3 separate regions of the Zea mays genome follow, and all the other regions are linked to region 2. Evidence: chromatin contacts called from public Hi-C data. All regions are on one chromosome and are shown on one strand. The core of a region is the stretch at or near the end of the contact, and the rest is flanking DNA. Distances in the headings are between cores, read along the strand shown. Region 1 holds the start of LOC100273898 (male sterile45). Region 2 holds the start of LOC100383639 (ubiquinone biosynthesis methyltransferase COQ5). Region 3 holds the start of LOC100273143.

Region 1 (4,693 bases), core at 1,359-3,858, 230 kb before region 2:
CTATAAAGTCATTTTTATATAAGAGCACGCATGTCGTAGATTCTCGTTCAAAAATCTTTCTGATTTTTTTAAGAGCTAGTTTGGCAACCCTGTTTCTTTCAAAGAATTTTGATTTTTTCAAAAAAAATTAGTTTATTTTCTCTTTATAAAATAGAAAACACTTAGAAAAATAGAGTTGCCAGACTAGCCCTAGAATGTTTTCCCAATAAATTACAATCACTGTGTATAATTATTTGGCCAGCCCCATAAATTATTTAAACCGAAACTGAAATCGAGCGAAACCAAATCTGAGCTATTTCTCTAGATTAGTAAAAAGGGAGAGAGAGAGGAAGAAATCAGTTTTAAGTCATTGTCCCTGAGATGTGCGGTTTGGCAACGATAGCCACCGTAATCATAGCTCATAGGTGCCTACGTCAGGTTCGGCAGCTCTCGTGTCATCTCACATGGCATACTACATGCTTGTTCAACCGTTCGTCTTGTTCCATCGTCCAAGCCTTGCCTATTCTGAACCAAGAGGATACCTACTCCCAAACAATCCATCTTACTCATGCAACTTCCATGCAAACACGCACATATGTTTCCTGAACCAATCCATTAAAGATCACAACAGCTAGCGTTCTCCCGCTAGCTTCCCTCTCTCCTCTGCCGATCTTTTTCGTCCACCAGCATGGAGAAGAGGAACCTGCAGTGGCGGCGAGGGCGTGATGGCATCGTGCAGTACCCTCACCTCTTCTTCGCGGCCCTGGCGCTGGCCCTCCTAGTCGCGGACCCGTTCGGCCTCAGTCCGCTGGCCGAGGTCGACTACCGGCCGGTGAAGCACGAGCTCGCGCCGTACGGGGAGGTCATGGGCAGCTGGCCCAGAGACAATGCCAGCCGGCTCAGGCGCGGGAGGCTGGAGTTCGTCGGCGAGGTGTTCGGGCCGGAGTCTATCGAGTTCGATCTCCAGGGCCGCGGGCCGTACGCCGGCCTCGCCGACGGCCGCGTCGTGCGGTGGATGGGCGAGGAGGCCGGGTGGGAGACGTTCGCCGTCATGAATCCTGACTGGTAAGTGCTCGATATCGCTCCGGCGTCCACTCGTTACATGCTATAATATAGTAGTACTAAGATATTTTGATCTGATTTTTTGCATTCTTGGGAGAAACGTCATGCAAAATTTGTTGTTTCTTGGCAAAGGTCAGAAGAAGTCTGTGCCAATGGAGTGAACTCAACGACGAGGAAGCAGCACGAGAAGGAGGAGTTCTGCGGCCGGCCGCTCGGCCTGAGGTTCCACGGGGAGACCGGCGAGCTCTACGTCGCCGACGCGTACTACGGTCTCATGGTCGTTGGCCAGAGCGGCGGCGTGGCGTCCTCCGTCGCGAGGGAAGCCGACGGGGACCCCATCCGGTTCGCGAACGACCTCGATGTGCACAGGAATGGATCCGTATTCTTCACTGACACGAGCATGAGATACAGCAGAAAGTGAGCAAAGCGACGTAACAATCCGGCTTCTCATTTTCAAACGCCTCTGTATTCTCTGCTGAAAGAGTAGCTCACCAGACAAGAGCTGAATTTGCAGGGACCATCTGAACATCCTGTTAGAAGGAGAAGGCACCGGGAGGCTGCTCAGGTATGATCCAGAAACAAGCGGTGTCCATGTCGTGCTCAAGGGGCTGGTGTTCCCAAACGGCGTGCAGATCTCAGAGGACCATCAGTTTCTTCTCTTCTCCGAGACAACAAACTGCAGGTAACAAAAATACTATCTGACGATGCTCATGATTCTACCGTATCCATAGTCATGAACACAAACCACACGAATCTGGCCTTGACCAGGATAATGAGGTACTGGCTGGAAGGCCCAAGAGCGGGCGAGGTAGAGGTGTTCGCGAACCTGCCGGGCTTCCCCGACAACGTGCGCTCCAACGGCAGGGGCCAGTTCTGGGTGGCGATCGACTGCTGCCGGACGCCGGCGCAGGAGGTGTTCGCCAAGAGGCCGTGGCTCCGGACCCTGTACTTCAAGTTCCCGCTGTCGCTCAAGGTGCTCACTTGGAAGGCCGCCAGGAGGATGCACACGGTGCTCGCGCTCCTCGACGGCGAAGGGCGCGTCGTGGAGGTGCTCGAGGACCGGGGCCACGAGGTGATGAAGCTGGTGAGCGAGGTGCGGGAGGTGGGCCGCAAGCTGTGGATCGGAACCGTGGCGCACAACCACATCGCCACCATCCCCTACCCTTTAGAGGACTAACCATGATCTATGCTGTTTCAATGCCTCCTAATCTGTGTACGTCTATAAATGTCTAATGCAGTCACTGGTTGTAATCTTGTTTGTGTTTGGCAAATTGGCATAATAATGGACAGATTCAATGGGCATTGGTGCTGTAGTCGCATCACACTAATTGAATGGGATCATGTTGAGCTCTCACTTTGCTACAATTTGCTCCAGCTTGTACGGTTGTACCCTCTTGCTCGTCTATAGTAAGGGCCATCTAAAAAAAACTCAAATTAGATCTGCAATACAAGTATGATTGGGCCGAATTTGGATTGTCACGGGTCCGCGACCGCGAATTGGGCTCGGTTTGATTTAGCCGACATAGTAGTGACCGACCCGAGCCGGCGGCGAGCCAAACCGAGCGGACGCCGCCATGGATCGCGAGTGGGGCTCCAAGCCCGGCAGCGGCGGCGCCGCCTCCGCGCAGAATGAGGCCATCGACCGGCGGGAGCGCCTCCGCCGCCTGGCCCTCGAGACCATCGACCTCGCCAAGGACCCCTATTTCATGCGCAACCACCTCGGCAGGTAACCCGCCCTAAACCCTAGCTTCCTCTTCGAACTCGCTTACTCGCACCCGGATCGATTCGCCTCGATCTATGCGCTGATTCTGCTTTTTTGTAGCTACGAGTGCAAGCTGTGCCTGACGCTGCACAACAATGAGGGGAACTACCTGGCCCACACGCAGGGGAAGCGGCACCAGACCAACCTCGCCAAGCGCGCCGCCCGCGAGGCCAAGGACGCACCCGCGCAGCCTCAGCCCAACAAGCGCAAGCTTGCCCCCCGCAAGTCTGGTGCGTCGCGTGAAAAAAAAACTGTCCACTCTCCTTTATCTGCAAAATTGATGTTGTTAATTAGTTTTCTTTCCTCCCTTTGCAGTTAAGATTGGCAGACCTGGGTATAAAGTAACCAAACAATATGATCCTGAGATGAAGCAACACTCGTTTCTTTTTGAAGTTAGTATTCCTTGCCAATCATCTTTTACTGATTTCAGTTAAGTTACTTGTTGTTTGCATTTTAAAGATTATTTCACGTCGTAGTATCTTTTTATATATAAAGAATGCTTAAGCTCGAATTTTGAATCAGGTGTATATCTTATCTGCAATTTATGTACTGATAAGGCCGACTGTCTGATAAAGTAGCATAGTTGATAGGTTCTCCAAATTATAGTATGCAAGTAATTGCCTATACTTTCTCGACTTTGTTCCTTGACTAGTCTTTTTCATCTGAAACTATTTTTATCTTTAGAAGTAATTAGCTTTATGCATTTGATTGGATAATATATTACAATACAGTTTTGATGAATACAACACTAGCTAATGACATTATACCTCATGATTCGCAAATTTTGCTTTACCATTTATTTTGTTACGATTGTACATTGGAGGCTCGGATCAATATCTTTTGACATTTTTTCATTTTAGATTGGTTACCCGGAAATCGAAGATAATTGCAAGCCAAGGCACCGTTTCATGTCATCATATGAACAGGTAAACCTGATCTCTGACTCTGAGCATGACGAGTGCTGACAACCCTTTGAACTATAGTCTATTGATTTGGTGTCTGTACTGTCTGGTTCACTAAAATCTATTCGGCTTATTTGTATAGAAAGTCCAAAGTTGGGATAAGGGTTATCAGTACCTACTTTTTGCTGCAGAGCCCTATGAAATTATTGCATTCAAGGTAATCTCGTCCAAAAGTTCAATGTCAAGGTATCAGGTACACTGGTCAATTACTGTTTTTGACACTGTTTGTTGCTGCAGATACCAAGTACAGAGATTGATAAATCAGCGAACAAATTCTTCTCTTACTGGGATCCTGACAAGAAGGAATATCTAGTGAGTTTGCATTCTTGTAAAAAATTACCTTGAATTTAGCTGTTTTTTAGCAATCTTGGTTTCACAGCTATGCTTTGTGTTTGGTTAACAGCTGCAACTGTACTTCAAGCCAAGACCGCCAGAAGCTAATAAACCACCACCAGCTCCTCCGGGGACTTTGCCTAATGGGACTGGGGTTCCTGGTGCTCCAACAAGGCCACCGGCGCAAGCCCCTCCACCCCTGCCACAAGTTCCACCGCCCCCGCCTCATGCACCTCCTCCTGCACCCATGGGAATGCCCCCTAGGATTCCTCCACCCCCTATGGGTGGTGTTCAACCTCCGCCGCCTCCTCCACCGCCAGTTGCAAATGGTCCGCGGCCAATGATTCCACCGCCACCTAACTTCACTCCTGGAGCACCCCCACCACGCCCTCCAATGCATGGTTTTCCTGGGCAACAACAGCAGTAGTTAAGTGCTTAGCAATGTTCCAGTAATTGACAGTCGGCAAAAGTTTCACGCTTGCTTGTGTTGCCTTATGTTTTCCAACTCAAAACTTTGAATGTTATCATAGGCTTACATGGTCTCTAGACTATACTCAGATTTGGTCGACCGATTTGGTCAAATTGCAAGAAATTG
Region 2 (4,610 bases), core at 1,742-4,241:
ATGAACAGCCGACGATTTTTTTTCCTACTACAAAATTCCGCCACTAAAAAAACTACTGGCAATACAACTTTTCAACAGAGAGCAAAAAAACAAGCATAAACAAGATACGTGGCAGCAACTGAAAGGACTATGGTAGCATCGATTAACATTTGTACAAAAATAACGCTGGCCTCCCGGAAGGACTATCTACCAACATATACTCATTACATAGATAGATTCACCGGAAGGTTATCAAGGTAGAATTAATAATGTTTAAGATACTAGTAAAAATTTGCATTTGTTGTTTCTATGGTGCATCTGAAAGCAATGAGGGAAGGAGATAGATATTACCTGTTCCACCAGCCACATCGAGATGCTTCATCCCCGAAAAGGGGTTCAGCTTGGAAATAAGCCTGAAAGAAAAGAATCGGAGTTTGAGTGACAAAGGAAGATATCCATAAAAGAAACAGAAAGGGCAAGCAGCAGCAACCTGTCCTTCCACAGCCTATGCAGGCCGACACTCATGAGATCGTTCATGAGGTCGTAGCTAGAAGCCACGCTGCTGAACACGTTGCCAACCAATTTGCTCTTATCCTCTTCGCGAACCTGCTTGTACCCTAGTGAACTACGAGATTTTAGGATCTATATAAGCAGGAAAAAATGGATACGAGCAATGTGTACCGAAGCTGGTGGCATGGGAGTGGAGGAAGGCTGCCGCCGCCGCTGCGGTTGGGATGCTTATGCTTGGGGACTCGGCCTGAGAGGGAAGGAGTAGGCGTCGTTGGAGTTTCAAAGATGCTAGCCTCCTTGCGGCCTGCATAGCCATTTCTGATCCTTTGTTCCTGTGGTGATATTGAGAGAGCTGCCGCCAAATCACAGTGGCAGTTCAAAAGCATTCGGGTATTCCAATTGATAATACATTGGAAAGGAAAATTACAATTAACTTATAGATTGAATTTGCAACTGGTGGATAGTTGAAGACTCCAATCGACCGGACTAATTTACAATTAGGTCCTATTTGGAAACAAAGTATTTGAAAGCTATAGTTTTGAAATACTTCAGTTTTGAAATGTCAAGACATACTCACAATATTTTTTACCATAGTATTAAAACTTTTTTTTGAAAGAAACATGAGACTTGCACGTCTTTATAGATAAGATAGAAGAAAGGGTCTTACAAGAGAGGTATAGGTTAGGGACACCTGCACGCACACACACACTGCACACACTAACAACTAAAACAAAAACTACAGATTACAGCACAATAAAGAACAGACTCTATCCTACCTCCCTAAGAGCATCAGCTAGGCCCAAGTATTGAAAATTTTTGGAGTTAAGTTTTTAAAACTGTGAAAGTAGTGCAATATAGTCAAAACTGCAGTTTCGAAAACATATCTTTTGAAGAGTCTACCAAAAACTGTATTAGAAAAAAAGGTTTTTTAAGCTGGTGTTCTAGGTTTTACTGGTGTCCTCACTTTTACAGTTAGTCGTGTTTTTTTCTCAATTTTACCCTTCTCAAATACTACAGTATTATCTAAAAAACAGAGAAAATACTCCACTTCTAAAAAGGCCTTTAATGACTAGTTGAAGACTCTAATCGACTGTCCGCCCCGCAGCCAGTTGCGGGCCTAGGATTTTAGTGCTGGGTATTCCAACCGCAGGGTTCAAAAAAGCGGCAGTATGCGCTAAACGAGCATGAGGCGATAGGCGGTCGAGAAGCCGCTAATGCCGCCGCTAGAGATGTTAATGGTGGGTGTTTGGAGTTATCTCGTTTGCAGCGTAAACGCATTCCCAACAAAGCAAAGCAAAATAAAAATAAAAATTCAATAAAATTCAACTTCGTTGAAATATGAAAAATAGTCATTTTTAATCAATAGAGTGGCGATATTAAAATAGAACTTATGGTAGAGTAAAGAAAACGATTTACTTCTTTTTGTTCAGAATAACAGTACTCTTCTTAATCGTTTGCGGATCAATCTCTCAGCGAAAGCCATCGGGCTACTGACCCCCAGAGTTCTGAAGCAAATAGACAATTTTATGTACCAAGAACGCAGACTATTATGCAATGTACTAGTCAAAAGCCGCAACATTGTAACGCTCAGCAACCAATTTTATAGCATGACTACCATGATTTTTCATCGGCTCGCTAAAACCAAAGTATTCCATGAAACTAGCACATGTTTGGTTCCAAAGTATTTGTTGACTACCAAACTATCTCAGTAACGATTATTTACAGCAACTGTAGCCCAAAAAAAATACACAAGGAGGCTAAAAGAATCCTGATTAGACTATTGGATATTGGATATACTCACCGCACAAAGAAAAAAAACAGCAACATCCTAGCCACTTCGTGGAGGCTCTTGTTGATTATGTTGTCAGGTCGTGGAGGCTAAAATTCCCAACATCCAGCAGTGAATACTAAAAAAAGCGGCTACATGTGTATTGCGGGATGAACAGAAATCCTTTTGAAAGTTGCTACATACGTGATGCTTATTGCCGGCGGCGGACGAATCTCCCATCCGCCGAAGGCGTGATGCACAGGACTATATCATTCATATCTAGCTCAATATATGGCCTATTTTATTCTACACGGCTCTCATTTGTCCTAATTGTTTTAGAATTAGAAGCATCTTTCTTCCGATTCTTGATGAGAAATTTGTCTATCTTATTCCTATAATTAAACATGGGATTACTACCAAATAAATAATGAAACCAAAACTTTAAATCACAATTCACAAACCCCGGCTTGGCTCACGGTCACTGTTGCTCAATGGCGGTGCTCGGTTGCTCGCCTCGGCTGCTCCCGTGCTCGGTGCTCCGGACTCCGGCGGCTGGACAAGGACAACGGCGGTCGGCGGGCGAGCGCGCCTGGGCGCCTGGCGGTGCCGCGGTGGCGGCCTGGCGGCTGGCGCTGGTGGGCCGTGAGCGCGCTGCGGCGCTGGAGAGCTGGAGATGAGGCACGGGCGAGCGCGCTGCGGCGCTGGAGCTGGAGAGGAAGCGCTGGACCAGGACGCAGGACGGCAGGAGCCAAGCGGCGGCTGGAGCTTGGGCTGGGGCTGGACGAAGGACGTCTGCCGCTAGGTCGCGTCGCGCGACGATGGGCCTCTACTAGGCCGCGATGCGGGGCTGCAGCTCAGGCAGCCCGGGTCGCCCCTGCACAGGGTCACGTTCCAACGAGGAATGAAGGAAGAGGTTAAAATCACATATCGACGACGCCAGCACGAGAGTATAGGAAAAAAAAGAGCGCATGAACAATAGAGAGAAAACTTTGTGAAGTTAAACTACGGTATTGGCTAAACTATGATATTAAAACAACCAAACAATATTTATGCTAGAATACTGTAGTTTCCTATATACTATACTAGGTAGATGACCATGCATTGCGACGGCATACAAAATATTAAATAAAATGGTAATGCACAACTAAATCAGTTAAAAAAAATATGTAATGCTTAAAGGATAGCGTTTGTGGATGTCAGAGAGCGAGCGGATACTCCTAGATAGCGAAGCGTGGAGAACGAGCGAGCGGATGGGGGCGCGACGCACAAAAACCACGACTGGAACTATTAAAAGTAGTGCATTATAGTAGTAAAGATAGTAGATAAACTACCCCCACCCAGTTGTTAACATGTCGATCTAATAATTCAAAATACCACTTTCAAAGATGTGATAAATATATTAGTCCAGATTTCCAGATAACAAAACCACATTAAATTAGCCAAAGAGACTATGGTTCTACACTTCTACATAAAATAAAAGAAAATAAGAAAGAAAATTCTCGTTGAAAGAGAAGTGACAACAATAATGGGAAATGAGAAGAGAAAGAAATACTCTACAGTAGGGTCTATCATATGAAGTTCGTGAAATAAAGTTCTAGCACAAAAAACAAGTTTGTTCAAATCAAGGCAATATTTACAGTTATACAATACACATGCTGCTTTTGACTAGGAGGCGTTGCTAATTAGCAGTCGAACTCATCAGCATAGACTAAACAAATGGTCTCAAGCTTTATGCTGCCTGAACAATGGAAAAGCACACACGCAAGCAATTCTAACATGCCCTAGTAGTTGACACAATATTCAAAGGAACTTGGATATCACACGACAGGAAGTCTGAAACGTTGTAGTTGCGATCGTAAGTAATGCTCGATTACTATAGACCCTGCATGACAGATTACTCAAATAGTTAGCGTAGCGCTATATAGAGATTAGGGGGGCCAAGCTAGCAGACCCCTGTTCAACTTGGTGATTATTTTGTGGGAAGATAATTCTTTCAGAAAAATATTACTGTCCAAGGTTAGTGCGATTATAAAACTTACCCAACAACAGTGGCGCCCCATGAAGCATCATTATAAATGACTTTAGTTCCATCCCATGCCTTCCGAATTTTACTTTTCTTCTTTTCAGCTGAAAACGTCTTCCTAAGCGCTGGAATATGAACAATCAAAAAATTTAACATCAGAATATCCAATAAAAATCATTTGACCTTTCCTCTTAATTAAGGAAAGAAAAAGAAACCTTTTTGAAGTTGATCAAGGGGCAGGTCCTGCATAGACATGGAATTCACACATTAAATATGTAAAGCACCTCTCATACAAAGATGCAGAGACATGAAACCCCTCGCTCAGCATGA
Region 3 (4,244 bases), core at 714-3,213, 200 kb before region 2:
CTCTGAAAAAATGCAGAGGTAAGGCTTGCCGGTTATCCCTTCCCTAGACCCCACTCATGTGGGAGCCGCCAACACTGTATTTGTCCTTATAGTGGATTAGCAACAAGATTTCATGGAAGGAATTTTTCCAAGACAAGGTTTCTGTAGTTGACTGGTACTTGGTAACAGTGCTGTTTCAACTAAGGATACATGACTAAAAGAAGATGGCAGGATATCCTATGTCCTACTCTTGTAATAAATCTGAAACTATTTTGCATCTGTTCTGAGTTACTACTGCAGTTTGAAGCATGCTAACCTTGTGTTTTAATGCTGTTTATAATTCAATATCTTTATAATATTATTTTGTATGGGTAAGCCAATTTTTACCAGCATGTGTGGTTCTAAGCTCCTATAAGATGAAGACATCAGCACTGGTGTAGAAATTAACCATGATGTGACTCAATATCATCCAGGGCTCCAGGCAACCTATGAAAGATGTCAGTGTAGAAAAATAGCCTGCAGACTCAGTTGCTGACAGATGGAGACAAATAAAGGACATGAACAATTGATGGGTTTTAAATTGCTGAAATAATGGCACTGGAAACTAAAACATGTTTAGTTCTAGCCCTGCAGTGTGAGCACTAATCGTCCGGTATTTGGATCTCAGTCTGTTTGGTGAGGTTGCTAAGTGCTGAAAATAAGTTAGCTTATCTTTATTTCTGAGTCAGACATCTGTACGAACAAAAATACGGAGCCACATTAATAGTACTTGATACTTCAGAGTGCAGAATAAGGAGATTACCTCACCAGCACTCTCTAGTTCTTCCTCTGAACTGCCAGCCCAAGGGGTGTGGGCTCTGAAAGCCCCTTCCATGTTTTCCAGGAACTCCTGGATAGCAGTACTATCCTTCTCTGGATCAGGAGCTCTGTTTGAGAATGTCACAATAAAGCTGTATGCATGGAACATAACTAAGTTAATTTCAAGTATTTTGTAAAAAGGCCTAAATAAATGTTAAATATTAATAGCTACTAAGTCTATTAAGAAAAATGAGGCATCTCCAATGCATACGGCTGCATTTGAAAGAAAAAGAGCGCTTAATAGCTCAGGAAGCATTTACTCACAGCTTTGGGCTTCTCGCCCCATTAGTAACATAAGATCAATTAGTAACATATAATCATCTATCATGCCTATATCACAGCTCAAGTCAACCTTGGTTTTGTACCAGGCAGTAATGGGAAATACAAAGCCGTACTCTAACCCTAAATTGAAAACAAATAGTTATCCTGGAATTAGCATTTAAACTCAGTGCATTAATCCCAATGTAAGTACTCCACTATTTTCTACCAATTCGGGTATCATCTACATATGCTAAAGCATACACAGGATCAATCAAGTTCGCAGAGCATATGAAAAACCTCAACGCAAAACTATCTCACAATGTGCAATGTCTCTATCATATTGCAGCTTGGAAGGCATCCATCAAAGAAGTCTGAACTCTAGAAGTTGGCAGAAAGGAATGACAAGTGGAACCAGCTCGAACCTAGACGACAGGTTCCAACCCAAATAGCAAACCTAGGTTAAGCTGTCCAAAAACAGACAGATTGACCCTACAAGCTCTCTAACAATGTGGGCTTACATTTTGAAAGGCACGGCATTGAAATCCCATTCGTGTCCCCGAATTCCCACTACACTTTAATCTCCCACCTCGAGCTACTTCGCCCTACACAGGCCGCAAGAGCTCAAGCAAAGCAATTGCAATATGTTTCGCCGCGGATCTCATCACCCACGAACTGAATCTCACATGAACCTAATTTCACCCATATGATTGAGGGGGAGTGGGCGCGTGGGCTAGAGCTGACCTTTTAATGGACTTGACGAACTCGGCGGCGGAAGGCTGGCGCATGCGCTCGAGGAAGTCGTGCCAGGCAAGCGGCGCCGTCAAGGACCCGAAGGAGTCGGCGCTCCCCTCCATCGTTGCCGGATCGGAGTGCCCGGCAGTTGAGATCAGCGGATTGGCTGGGTTCCGAGGTTGCAGAGGGAAGTCAAGTCGACCCGGATGGACCGACCACGCGGCGATTTTCTGGAATTGTCGGAGTCGGAATTGCTGAGGGTATGCTTGTAGTCTGTGGATGTGGAAATACACACCGAATTATGATAAATTTAATATCTAAAATAAATATAAATAAAATTTGATGCTAATCTCAGTTATGTTATTAAACACATTATAAAAACACGAATAAATTTTTTGTATAAATTATTTTATATTATTTGCTCCTTACAACTAAAAATGTGAAAATTCATCTAAATCTAAAATAGTGTTTGTATCTGATTTTTTTAATATCCATCATTTAAGAAGAAATAGGATAAGTTTGAGGTTTAATTTTTATGAACCTTTTGAAGCTCAATAGTCAATATTAAAAACTATAATAATTTATATAGCAGATTATATATCTATCTATTCGCAATTAAAAAGAAAACGATTAAAAAATTAACAATAAGTATTTGGATCTATCCCTATATGGATGTTAGGGGTATGCTTCGTCGCCGAAGATCCTGTAAGAAGAAACACCTTCGGCAGATCCTTTCAAAAGCAGCGTCGAAGCTACCATCTATGAAGCTTCGGCACAGTGACATGTCTCAAGACGAAGGATCGCACCGATTTAAAGATGAAATGACCGATTAGTCCATGAGAGCCTGTGTCATAATTGTAATCTTTTGTAAAGGACATGAATGTAATATCTCACAGGCTGCGCTCTATGCCTATAAATAGATGAACAGTACCCCCGTACTGTTCACGCTGACTTGTATTTGCTCGCGCATCACGCTTGACTTTTGCCTTCTGTCAAGCCGAAGGTATAAATGTAATTCAATATTGTTCACGTTTGTTCATGATGATATAACTCAAAGATATCAATCATGCCATATGATTATTTATGTTATTTCTCATATTTCATATGCTTCTTCCTTTATTAATATGTATTGAAATGTCGAAGGTATGTCCTTCATGCCCTTCGTCTGAAGATCATTACATCTTAAAGGATATAATGCTTCGAAGGACGAAGGGTACTAACCATTAACCCTTTTATGTTGCCTTGTTCTTAACTCATAGCATTTGAGAACAAGTCCCCAACATTGGAGCCCACCGTCGATTAACTCACTTCCACTGATTGAGCTGATAGCTTCGTCCAACAAGCAAGCTGAAGCTGCTTCGGCTACGAAGCTGGTGCTCCCGATAACAGGCGGTTCATGCTCAGAGCCAGTCAACAAGAAGCAGAAAAAGGAAGCTCAGAGAAGGGTGCAGCATGTTGGGGTGCAGGGACCCTTCATTAAGTCGAAATGGTCCCACATCCCAATCACCTTCTCCCAGGAGGACCTTCAGCTCAAGGATTACCCCCACAATGATGCTATGGTCATATCTTGTGTCATCAAGGGATTTCTGGTCCATAATGTTCTAGTTGATACAGGCAGTGTAGCCAATATCATATTTGCTAAAGCATTCAGACAGATACAAGAGCCAGAGGACAAGATTCATGATGCTACACACCCTCTTTGTGGCTTTGGAGGAAGGCAGATTGTAGCACTTGGTAAGATCACAATGCCAGTGACCTTCGGATTTGTCCACAATACAAGGACTGAACAAGTTGTGTTTGATATTGTTGACATGGAGTACCCCTACAATGCAATCATTGGTCGTGGGACACTTAATACTTTTAAAGCAATTCTTCATCCAGCATATCTATGCATGAAGATACCTTCGGAACAAGGGCCTGTTGCTATTCATGGAAGTCAGGAAGCTGCCAGAAAGGCTGAGGGAAATTGGACAAACTCAAAAGCCATCCACAATATAGACGGAGTTGAAGCTTGTGAGCAGTACAAGTACAAAAGAGAGAAGGCTGCTTCGGTTGATCAGCCGAAGCCCATGCTTCTATGTGAAGACTTAACAGAGCAGAAGGTATTGCTAGGGTCCCAATTATTTGAAGAGCAGGAGAAAAATTTGATAAGGTTTTTATTCAACAACAAAGATGTTTTTGCATGGTCGGCCAATGATCTCTGTGGTGTCAATAGAGACGTTATCGAACATTCACTCAATGTCGATCCATCTTTTAGGCCCAGAAAGCAAAGGCTTCGGAAAATGTCTGATGATAAAGCCGAAAGTGCTCGGAATGAAGTGAAAAGACTTCTCAGTGCTGGTGTTATTAGAGAGGTAAAATATCCAGAGTGGCTAGCAAACATTGTTATGGTAAAGAAGGCCAATGGCAAATGG

The links. Hi-C and Micro-C count contacts between places; a contact is called where the count stands out from the background.
Region 1: a Hi-C map of ear shows a contact between it and region 2, with 2.2 times the contacts expected there. The contact joins the promoter of LOC100273898 here to the promoter of LOC100383639 in region 2. A contact is called at or near these places in 3 of 25 Hi-C or Micro-C datasets (ear, leaf mesophyll and tassel).
Region 3: a Hi-C map of tassel shows a contact between it and region 2, with 4 times the contacts expected there. The contact joins the promoter of LOC100273143 here to the promoter of LOC100383639 in region 2. A contact is called at or near these places in 6 of 25 Hi-C or Micro-C datasets (ear, leaf, tassel and 1 more).

What each region holds. Positions count from the first base shown.
Region 1 is chr9:147,077,982-147,082,674 of Zm-B73-REFERENCE-NAM-5.0, forward strand. LOC100273898 (male sterile45) reads left to right here and starts at 2,609. Exons shown (of 7, transcript NM_001148290.1): 1 at 2,609-2,767; 2 at 2,864-3,033; 3 at 3,119-3,195; 4 at 3,664-3,729; 5 at 3,848-3,922; 6 at 4,003-4,077; 7 at 4,169-4,693. The coding sequence starts at 2,616. The coding sequence ends at 4,525. LOC103639328 reads left to right here and starts at 577. Exons shown (of 4, transcript NM_001324231.1): 1 at 577-1,044; 2 at 1,174-1,458; 3 at 1,556-1,723; 4 at 1,810-2,403. The coding sequence starts at 668. The coding sequence ends at 2,218.
Region 2 is chr9:147,311,714-147,316,323 of Zm-B73-REFERENCE-NAM-5.0, forward strand. LOC100383639 (ubiquinone biosynthesis methyltransferase COQ5) reads right to left here and starts at 2,992. Exons shown (of 10, transcript NM_001176286.1): 1 at 2,719-2,992; 2 at 1,906-1,994; 3 at 661-841; 4 at 470-596; 5 at 331-392. The coding sequence starts at 805. LOC109942654 reads right to left here. Exons shown (of 7, transcript XM_020544781.1): 5 at 4,496-4,523; 6 at 4,297-4,405; 7 at 3,941-4,139. The coding sequence ends at 4,058.
Region 3 is chr9:147,113,228-147,117,471 of Zm-B73-REFERENCE-NAM-5.0, forward strand. It overlaps LOC100273143, which reads right to left and starts at 1,964. Exons shown (of 5, transcript NM_001147590.1): 1 at 1,840-1,964; 2 at 782-929. The coding sequence starts at 1,952.